Linked DNA regions of Rattus norvegicus: all the other regions are linked to region 3. The links are chromatin contacts, called in public Hi-C maps. All regions are on one chromosome and are shown on one strand. Each heading gives the region's core, a stretch centred on a gene start, on an enhancer-like site or on the middle of the called end of the contact. The rest is flanking DNA. Distances are from core to core; before and after follow the strand shown.

Region 1 (2,939 bases), core at 168-2,667, 180 kb after region 3:
ATATATGTGTTTTAAGAACACGATTACCTCCATTCTATATGCTTAGAGAGGTTGAATTAAAGTTAAGGGAAAGCTGGGAGAGCCTTTAGTGGAGCATTTGTCTCCATGTAAGAAGAACACGAGTCCAATCCCCAGCATTGAGAAAAGGAATGAGATGGCTCAGCAGTTACGATGTCCTCGTAACTACTCTTGTAGAGGATCGGAATACAGCCCTAAACCACAATTACTTGTAACTTCAACCTCAGGGAGAGCCGATGTCTCTGGTGTCCACTGGTACCTGCGCTAGACTACACATATACATACCCACCTTCACACACATACATATAATTACAATAAAACTAATAAAATCAAAAATAATTTTTAGAAGTTAGATCCATTATACGATTCTGTTTGTCATCATTCAAATGAGTCCCTATAATCCAGTTCCTGGCTCAGCTCCACCCTTTGTATCTTACCCTAAAAAAAAAGATGCTCAGCCTTCAGGGTTTCGAAAGAGGGACTTTAGGATTAGGGGGTGAGGGCCTAGCGAACCAGGCAGATCAGCTAACGGTGTCGAACCGGAGCAGCATCAGGGGAGTGTGTGGGGGCTTAAGGTCTTTGAATATTGTTTTTTTTTTTCTTTTTCTTTCTTTTTTTCGGAGCTGGGGACCGAACCCAGGGCCTTGCGCTTGTTAGGCAAGTGCTCTACCGCTGAGCTAAATCCCCAACCCCGGTCTTTGAATATTGTAAAAAGGACGTGTGCTTGGCGGTCCTGAATTGGGAACCATAGGTGAAGACGCTTTTGGTATACGCAAAGGATGCTTCATAACAGGGGCTTTGGCAGTACGGTACAGAATCACCAAAGTGAAGGGGGCCGCCCAAGACTGGTCGTCCTTTAGGTGTGCAAGACCTTGAGGTTGAGGGAAGGTCTGACTCGCAGGGGGAAGAGCATGAAGGAGCTGAGAAGACCGAGGGGCTCAGTGTTTCTCCTCAAAGCCAGTTGGTCTCGCCTCGCTCTGCCCCGCCCCGCCCCGCGCCGCGCCACGCCAGGCGTCGTTGTCAAGGGGACTGGAAGGCAGCGGGACAAGCCGGCCTGTGTTAGAGCAAAGGGGAGGGTCGACTCCCTGCCACCCGCAGCTGGGACCAACACATGGTCGCATAGGTTTCCGCGGTCTCCTACTCGCCTCGTCCGCTCCGCTCGTCCACTTGCCCTGAGCCCGGGCTAAGCACAGCTACCCAGCGCAGCCCGACAACCCGCCTCCTCGCCTCTTCCTCGCCCGGCACGGCCCGCCTCTCTGTCTCAGGATTGGCTCCTGAGCAATGAGCGGTATCTGCCATCTCATTGGCTGCTATGGGATGTCAATAACAGAACGCCCGTCGCCTTCCCGGGGTGCTCTGCGCTGCCCGACAATTACTTCCGGGGTGGGCCGGGCGCAGGGCTGTTGGCCGGTGAGGGAGCGTGCAGCTGCTGCTGGAGGGTGGCGCGGGAACCTGAGGCCTTGCAGGTAGGCCGGGCCGCGGCGGGGCCCTCTGAGAGGCGGGGCCCGAGGCGCCCCGCGGCCGCCTTGACGGTCAACCCTGGCGCTTGCCTGTCACAGGGTCTGGGGACGCGGGCCCGGCTCCGTGTTGCTAAACTGAGGTACCTGCCAGACTATACAGTCACACGGGAGCCAGCGGTCGTGCACGGTCGTCGGGACCGCTATAGGGCCGGAACCGCGTCTCACATTTGGGCTACAGGGGCTCCCTCGAGGCCTTCACGAACCTCTTGAAGGAGTGACAGTTGCCTCCAGAATAGATTTTTTTTTTTTAAACGAAGACTTAAAAAATTTAAGAGTAACGTCAGTGCTGTTACTGAAATTCTGGAAGCGAGGTGCAGAAGACATACAAACCTTTATTTTACTCGAATCGATTTTTTGGGTATTGGTTTTTTTGAGATTGTGGGCGTGTCTCGCTGGGTAGACCAGGCTGGCCTCGAACTCAGTGAGGTCTGCCACCAAGTGCCGAGATTAAAGGCCTGAGCCACTACGCTAGTGGGCTGTATGTTTTTTGAGTAAGCATCTCATGTATTCCAGGTTGTCCTTGAACTCAAAAGTGGTCCTATTTTCTCAACCCCCACCCCCACCCCCAAGAGCGGAATTACAGGTGTGAGCCCTTCCAGGGTTCTGCTTATCTGCTAAAATTGCACCTTTAGGCCAGCATGTGTCCACTATTGGTTCAGACTCGGTTTCACCAGTGAGGTTAGGTACTACTTGAGTTCAGGCGTTGCAACATGAGAAGCTAGTGCTTCCAGAATGCAGGCCTTGATTTTCACCTCACCAGCCTACACACATCACTCACCATGAGGCTTGCAAGCTGCTCCCCAGATTAGTGATTTGTACGTTGTCCTTTTTATAATTCAATTTTTAAAATATGTCCTTGCAAGCTGTGTATATATGATATTTATCACTAAGATAGCTCCTCAACCAGAAAGACAGATCTTTCTACCCCCCCCCCCCCTTTTTGGCACTCACCAACACAGAATAATGCTAGAGTGTTTAAAAGCAGGGAATTAGTACTTTCTGGGTACACACTTCCTTCAGGCTTCCTCTGGGTTCCTCTTGAGTATGGATATTATGGTGCTCTGTGTCCTTGAGGCCACTGCTGCAGTGGTCTTGACCCCCCTAACCCCCACCCCTGATGGGACCCAGGTAGGCTCAGTGCCAAAGCCCAGGTCTTCCCATCCTTCTATTCTGCTCTTGACTCTGATAGATCAGATTAGGGTCAGTTACAACCTCAGAGTAATAACCTTACCAGAGCACTGTGATTCAGTCCTGGAGGGGTTCAGCCACTTAAAGTAGTTTGAGGTCACTGAGGTGGCCCCATGGATGCGTAGTACCAGTGACCAGTGACTGAGTATAGAGGCAGATGCCTTCAATCTCAGCAAAGACTATCTATGAGACCAAGTCCAGCCTGGTTTATAA
Region 2 (2,700 bases), core at 13-2,512, 200 kb after region 3:
CTGCTTCTCCGTGGCTGAGGCCAAGGCCTCGGCCAGCTTTTCCGAGGGCATCATGTTGAGTACCTTAAGGGCAAATAGGAGCTGATATTTGGCAGTGCTGACGAAGGCGTTGCTCAGAAAGTTAGGGAAGCCTCCTACTCGATCCTTCTGTGTGTACAGTGGGACACGTACAAGGCCCAGGACCTGCGGGACAGAGGGCACGGGTGGGGCTGGGCTCTCCTGTAGAGGCAGGACTCTGGCAGAAAGGCCTGTCAGCCACCAGTTTGCCAGAGACAGGGAGACCCAGGCCCGGTCTGGCCAGGCATTGCTAATGCAGTAAAGCCCCTTCTCCCCAAGTTTCAAGGCCAATCCTACGCACTCCCCACCCTGTCTGGCTGCAACTCCCATGATCACTAGTTTCACTCTATGCCCTTTAGACCAGAGAATCCTCAAATCCCCAAATTTCCTCAGGAGGTAATCCTAAACGCTACAATCCGGTTTTTGTTTTGTTTGTTTTTTGTTTTGTCTGTTCTCAATTTTCCAAGCAGGCCCTGATCATCCCTTCCAGTGACCCCAAGCCCCACTCCCAGGATTGACAATGGCAGGCAACAAGGCAATGTAAACAGCCCATGACCCAGATCCCAAGTCCCTCTTCCCATCCAACAAAGCCAGGGTGAGGACCCTGAGGGGCACTTGTTACCCATTGGTGCCTTCTGTGGTGCCAGAGCCAAACCTCAGGAGTGGGAACGGGGGCGGGCCCCAGGCAGTAGTCCCACCTCCAAACCGTGGTCCCGCGAGTGCACAGCGCTGATCTCCACAGCATGCAGCTGTTCCAGCGTCAGCTGCCGTGCGTACAGGTGTGCCACCACACGGTGTGGACCCTCAGTCAGGTGTGAACTCAGGTAGTCAGCTTCAGTAAGGCGTAGGCCGCCCAGGCCCAGACCCAGGACCCGGTTCAAGCCATCCTCCAGTGACCAGAAGCGGCGGTCCACGAAACCCCCGGGAAAGCCCAGCAGCCCATCGAAGCGCATCTGCATCTGCAAGGTAAGCCTGGTCAGGACGCGGGGTCCACTGGGTGTCCCAAGCGATCCGCCCTGCTAGCCCGCCCGGCTCCTCACCAGTACTGAGAAACGCATGGGGATACGGCCGAAAAGTTGCCCGGGGTTGGCAGCGTACAGCATGGCGTGGCATGAATGGCTCCAGCCGGGCCCCAAGCGCATTGCTTCCTCCCGACTGATCTGCTTCAGCTCCGGAACCGTCGTGGTCGACATCTTGATGTGCTCCAGGCCCACTGCCCAAATGAGCATGCGCGACCCCGCCCACGACACATAGGCCCAATCCACGTGCTTCCACGTGCATAAGCCCGCCCCCACCAGCCCTGAGACTGGTGTTGAATCCAGCAAAGACTCGAGCTCTTGGTGGAGGCGGGGTGGGGGTGGGGTTATGTAGTTAGCTACTCTCCTTTACATAGGAGACCCCCCACGACTACCAGAAGACTACGGCTCCCAAGATGCACAGCACCGAGGCCAGGTTGTCCTAGGGAGGTACACTGATCATCAAGATGTGCCAGTCTCAAGTCCCAAACGTCATTGAGAGTGCAGCTGGAAATCTCAATATCCACCTCATCCATGATCTTTCCCTGAGGCTCGACCCGGAGCTTGTGACTCCACTGCCCTGTGAAATCATGCCTTTAAAGACTTAAGCATCTAAGTGACTCCAGCTCAAGTGATGGGTCCCCCTTGTCATAGGCTTTGCCCTCTGGTACATTGATTAGTACTCGGTAGACATCACAAGAGCTGGGGTGGGTATAAGAACTAGGACCATCTGCCCACCTGGAGGCTGAGATCCAGCAATTGCTCCGTGGAGGTGAGCCAAATTCTATGTCAGCTTCAGACAGAGCGAGCAACAAAACAAGCACAATGACCGTTGTCTGTGTGTGGAGGGGCTGCTCACTGCCCCTCTCACAGAAGCAAATGAAGGCAGCACCAAAACCTGTCAGCCAGTGTCCTGTCAGTACACCGAGAGCCAACAGTGCTGCCTACAGTGCTGTGGCAGAACAAAGGCGCACATAGAATATTGCTGCATGATTTTATTACTATAAATATACAGTAAAAATGAACCCAAACTAGCCAATCAGTACATCAAATGATAGTACATGTGAATCTGAGACAGGTAAGTGTGGAGTCTGCATCCCATCTTTCAAAGTACTGGCACCAGGCGCCAGGGTGTTGGCAGGTGAGAAGTGAGGGGTGGGCATGCACATGCTGACATGTGTGCACATATGTGCATTCAGAGAGAGAGAGAGAGAGAGAGAGAGAGAGAGAGAGAGAGAGAGAGAAAATACGGATGGATATGCAGACAGAACTGTGCTTACAGGCTTACCAGAGACCAGGCCAGTCACTGCTAGGAAGGAGCAGGGGGAGAGCCAGAGCTCAAGCAACCCTGAGCCTAAAGGGGTCTCCATGCATTGCTACAGGCTGTCACCTGGGTGAGTGGCAGGGCAGCTCCTTGGGCTGACTTCCCTCTCTAACTGACCAGGGAGCTGCATTGCCTGGGGCATCTCTGCCCTGGGGCCACCCTTGGGCTACTTCTGCCTTAGAAACCAAGTGACCCTAGGATCCTGTGACAGAAGCCTCAGACAATAAATCGGTAAGAAAGTAAAAGGACAGGTAACTGGCAATGGATGTGCTGTGGAAGCTGCTCAGGCTCGTCCCTGGCAGG
Region 3 (2,700 bases), core at 152-2,651:
GCATGCTCTGCAAGCACTCACCACTGTGCTTCTCCTCCAGCTCTATACCTCGTGTGGCTTCTGGGACACCAGTCACATCTATTACTGTCTACCTCAAGTCCACAGCACTGTCCCCATTTCCCCAAGGAGAGACTGAAGCTCCAGGATGCAGAGTGGTGGAAGCCAGAGTGGAATCCAAGAGTGTTCTAACTCTGGCCTCAGTGCAAAGACCTGATCCAGAAGGCCAAGGATCCGTGGTCATGCCTAGGCACGCAACTGCCTGGTACAAGACACTCATATACACGCTTACACTGGACGGCCGCATCTCCATCCCTTCTTTCTGTTTCTACGTAGCCCAGGATGGCTTTGAACTCCTGCTCCTCCTGCTTCAGCCTTTGAATGCAAGGACTACAGCACACGCCATCACTCTAGATCTTGTGCTTTATCTGCTTGGCAGGGTTCCAAGAGGCCTGACAGGGGTTGAGGGGGTGGCCAGGCAAAGAAGTCAGGAAGTCAGGGCAGCTGGAAAGTTCAGTAAATTTTTTTCCCCATTTCATAGCCTGAAATGTCCTCTTTCTTTCCCACCATTGACCTCTAGTCACAAGAGGGGCCCAGGAGCCAGGGGTCACTCACCGCCATGACCAGCTCGAATGGATACTTGTATACCCGGACAGGAGACTGGTATTTCTGCACCATGTTCAAACTCAGAAACCACCCAGGCAGAGGGAACACAGAAGCTGGAAATAAAGAGTTTCTGGTGAGGCGTCAGTTCCCTTCATACGAAACATAGGCACTGCCTACCAGGTGTCAGGCAGCCCCAGCCCTCAAAGTAAGAAACTGATAGGATTATCAGCTAACCCAGACTAGGTACCCGTTCACTCCCCAGCACCCCAACATTCAGCCCTCAGAGCAAGCAACACTTCATGCGATCTCCCCATCCCCACTCTTTCAGAGGCACCCTCGATGCCACCCACTCAAGCAGGCACACGCATTTGCAATTCTTACATTCCCACGATTGTCCTCACACATTCTCCCCATGACTTGCCGCGGACATCCTGCCCTATGCCCACTCCCCAGCATTTTTGTTCCTGCCCTCCCTTTCATTTTCCTCCATGATACCCTGACACGTGCACCCTTCTGGAGGTTTCACTTGTACCCCACTCCCACACAGGACAGCCCTTGTACACGCAGCAGAGAACTTTGCACAGGCACTCAGCTCCCTGCAGCAACTCCCCACACGCACACTCAGGTGCACACAAGCGCGCACCCACACAAAGCTATTCAAACACGCATACATGCGCAGGCCCCGCTGCTCCGCTCACCCTCAGAACTGCTGGAGACACAGCGCAGTGCTCTGGCACCTGCTTGACCTGGGAGCTGAGCTCGCCAGATCCCCAGAAAGCGCCTTGTCCGGAGAGCAGAACCAGGAGCTCAATAACCTCAGTCTTGCCCCAGCCTCTTACACGTTCTTACATGAGCAGTGGCCTGGCAGGCAGAAGAGTGATCAGAGCAGTGACAGACGTGCCCGGCCTGGAGAGCTCCAGGACCCGGGACAGCGGGAGAGTCTGGCCTGGCCTGGCACCACCCCCACAAGATTATCTTGCTCCTTGATTGGTCTGGTCCCAACCCCGCCCCAGCCAGACTCTGCCCCCTGCCTTAAGCCTGTCTCTCACTTTTACTCATCCCTCACTTGGTCACGCCTTCAGCCTTACCCGTGCTCCCTATTGGCCACGACTCGAGAAGGCCCCACCCTTGTTGACCCCGTCCACATTCACCCAGAATCAACAAAGTCTCCGCCCCCAGCCCAATCTCCGCCCCCATGAGGACCCGGCCCCCCAGGACGCGCCCCCACCCACCTCATTCACTGGAACCTGCCCAGAGTTACACAGCGCGACTTCCCTATCCACAGCTACCTCGCCGAGTAACCTCTTCTTCAACCTACGGCACCTGAAACTTTTTGTTTTTTGGTTCGGTTTGTTTTGAGGCGGAATTCATACTGGAGACCAGTCACGGCTATACTACCTCAACCTCCGGAGTGTTGGAATTACAGATGTGAACCACCACGTCCTGCTGACCCCTAGCCTTGAGCTCATTCTCCACCTGATCTTTCCTCGAAGGCTGCAGTGGTCCAGCCCAAACCCTTCTGAATGCATTGTTTATTCACTCTTCACACCTTTACAGAGCGTCCACTAAAGGTCGGGCCCTCTGACATTAAATAAATAAATTAGGCAGGCTGGAGAGACAGCTCAGTAGATAGAAGCAGGTACTAGAGAGGAGCGGAGTTCAATTCCAAGCACCCAGGTCAAGCGGCTCACAACGTCCTGTAACCCCAGTTCCGGGGGGATCCAGCTATCTGACCTCAGCATGTACCAGTATTCAACATAAACATATACATAATTTAAAATAATAAATTTTAAAGCATAAATGAGATAATGCTTATTATTTGGTAAGGTAGGCATGGTGAAAGTGCCGAGATAGTCAGGAACAGGGTCACCCTTTTTTTTTTTTGCCCATTCTTCTAACTTCAGCAGCATCCAAACCCTGCCAGGTTTCCCAGGGTGCCCAGGGATCAGCTTCACTCCCATAAACCCTCCATTCTCTCAACTATCATTTCACCCTGCAAGAACAAAGGAAATGGCCCTGATATTGTTGCCGTCCATTCGTGGTGGCATCCCAGGTAAGATCTTATCCGGACGGCGCAGACAGCATGTTCTAAACGCA

The links. A called contact is a pair of places that touch in the nucleus more often than the background predicts.
Region 1: a Hi-C map of the A7r5 cell line shows a contact between it and region 3, with 4 times the contacts expected there. The contact joins the promoter of Anks3 here to the promoter of Sec14l5 in region 3. A contact is called at or near these places in 3 of 12 Hi-C or Micro-C datasets (the A7r5 cell line, frontal cortex and liver).
Region 2: a contact with region 3 is called in a Hi-C map of kidney, with 3 times the contacts expected there. The contact joins the promoter of Nudt16l1 here to the promoter of Sec14l5 in region 3. A contact is called at or near these places in 5 of 12 Hi-C or Micro-C datasets (Schwann cells, kidney, liver and 2 more).

What each region holds. Positions count from the first base shown.
Region 1 is chr10:11,120,144-11,123,082 of GRCr8, forward strand. Anks3 (ankyrin repeat and sterile alpha motif domain containing 3) reads left to right here and starts at 1,418. Exons shown (of 17, transcript NM_001414337.1): 1 at 1,418-1,484. Dnaaf8 (dynein axonemal assembly factor 8) reads right to left here and starts at 1,202. Exons shown (of 9, transcript NM_001014115.1): 1 at 1,164-1,202.
Region 2 is chr10:11,143,280-11,145,979 of GRCr8, forward strand. Nudt16l1 (nudix hydrolase 16 like 1) reads right to left here and starts at 1,263. Exons shown (of 3, transcript NM_001100782.1): 1 at 1,098-1,263; 2 at 756-1,016; 3 at 1-183. The coding sequence starts at 1,250. It also overlaps a transcript of Mgrn1 not described here.
Region 3 is chr10:10,940,985-10,943,684 of GRCr8, forward strand. Sec14l5 (SEC14-like lipid binding 5) reads right to left here and starts at 1,402. Exons shown (of 16, transcript NM_001135710.2): 1 at 1,302-1,402; 2 at 613-716. The coding sequence starts at 675.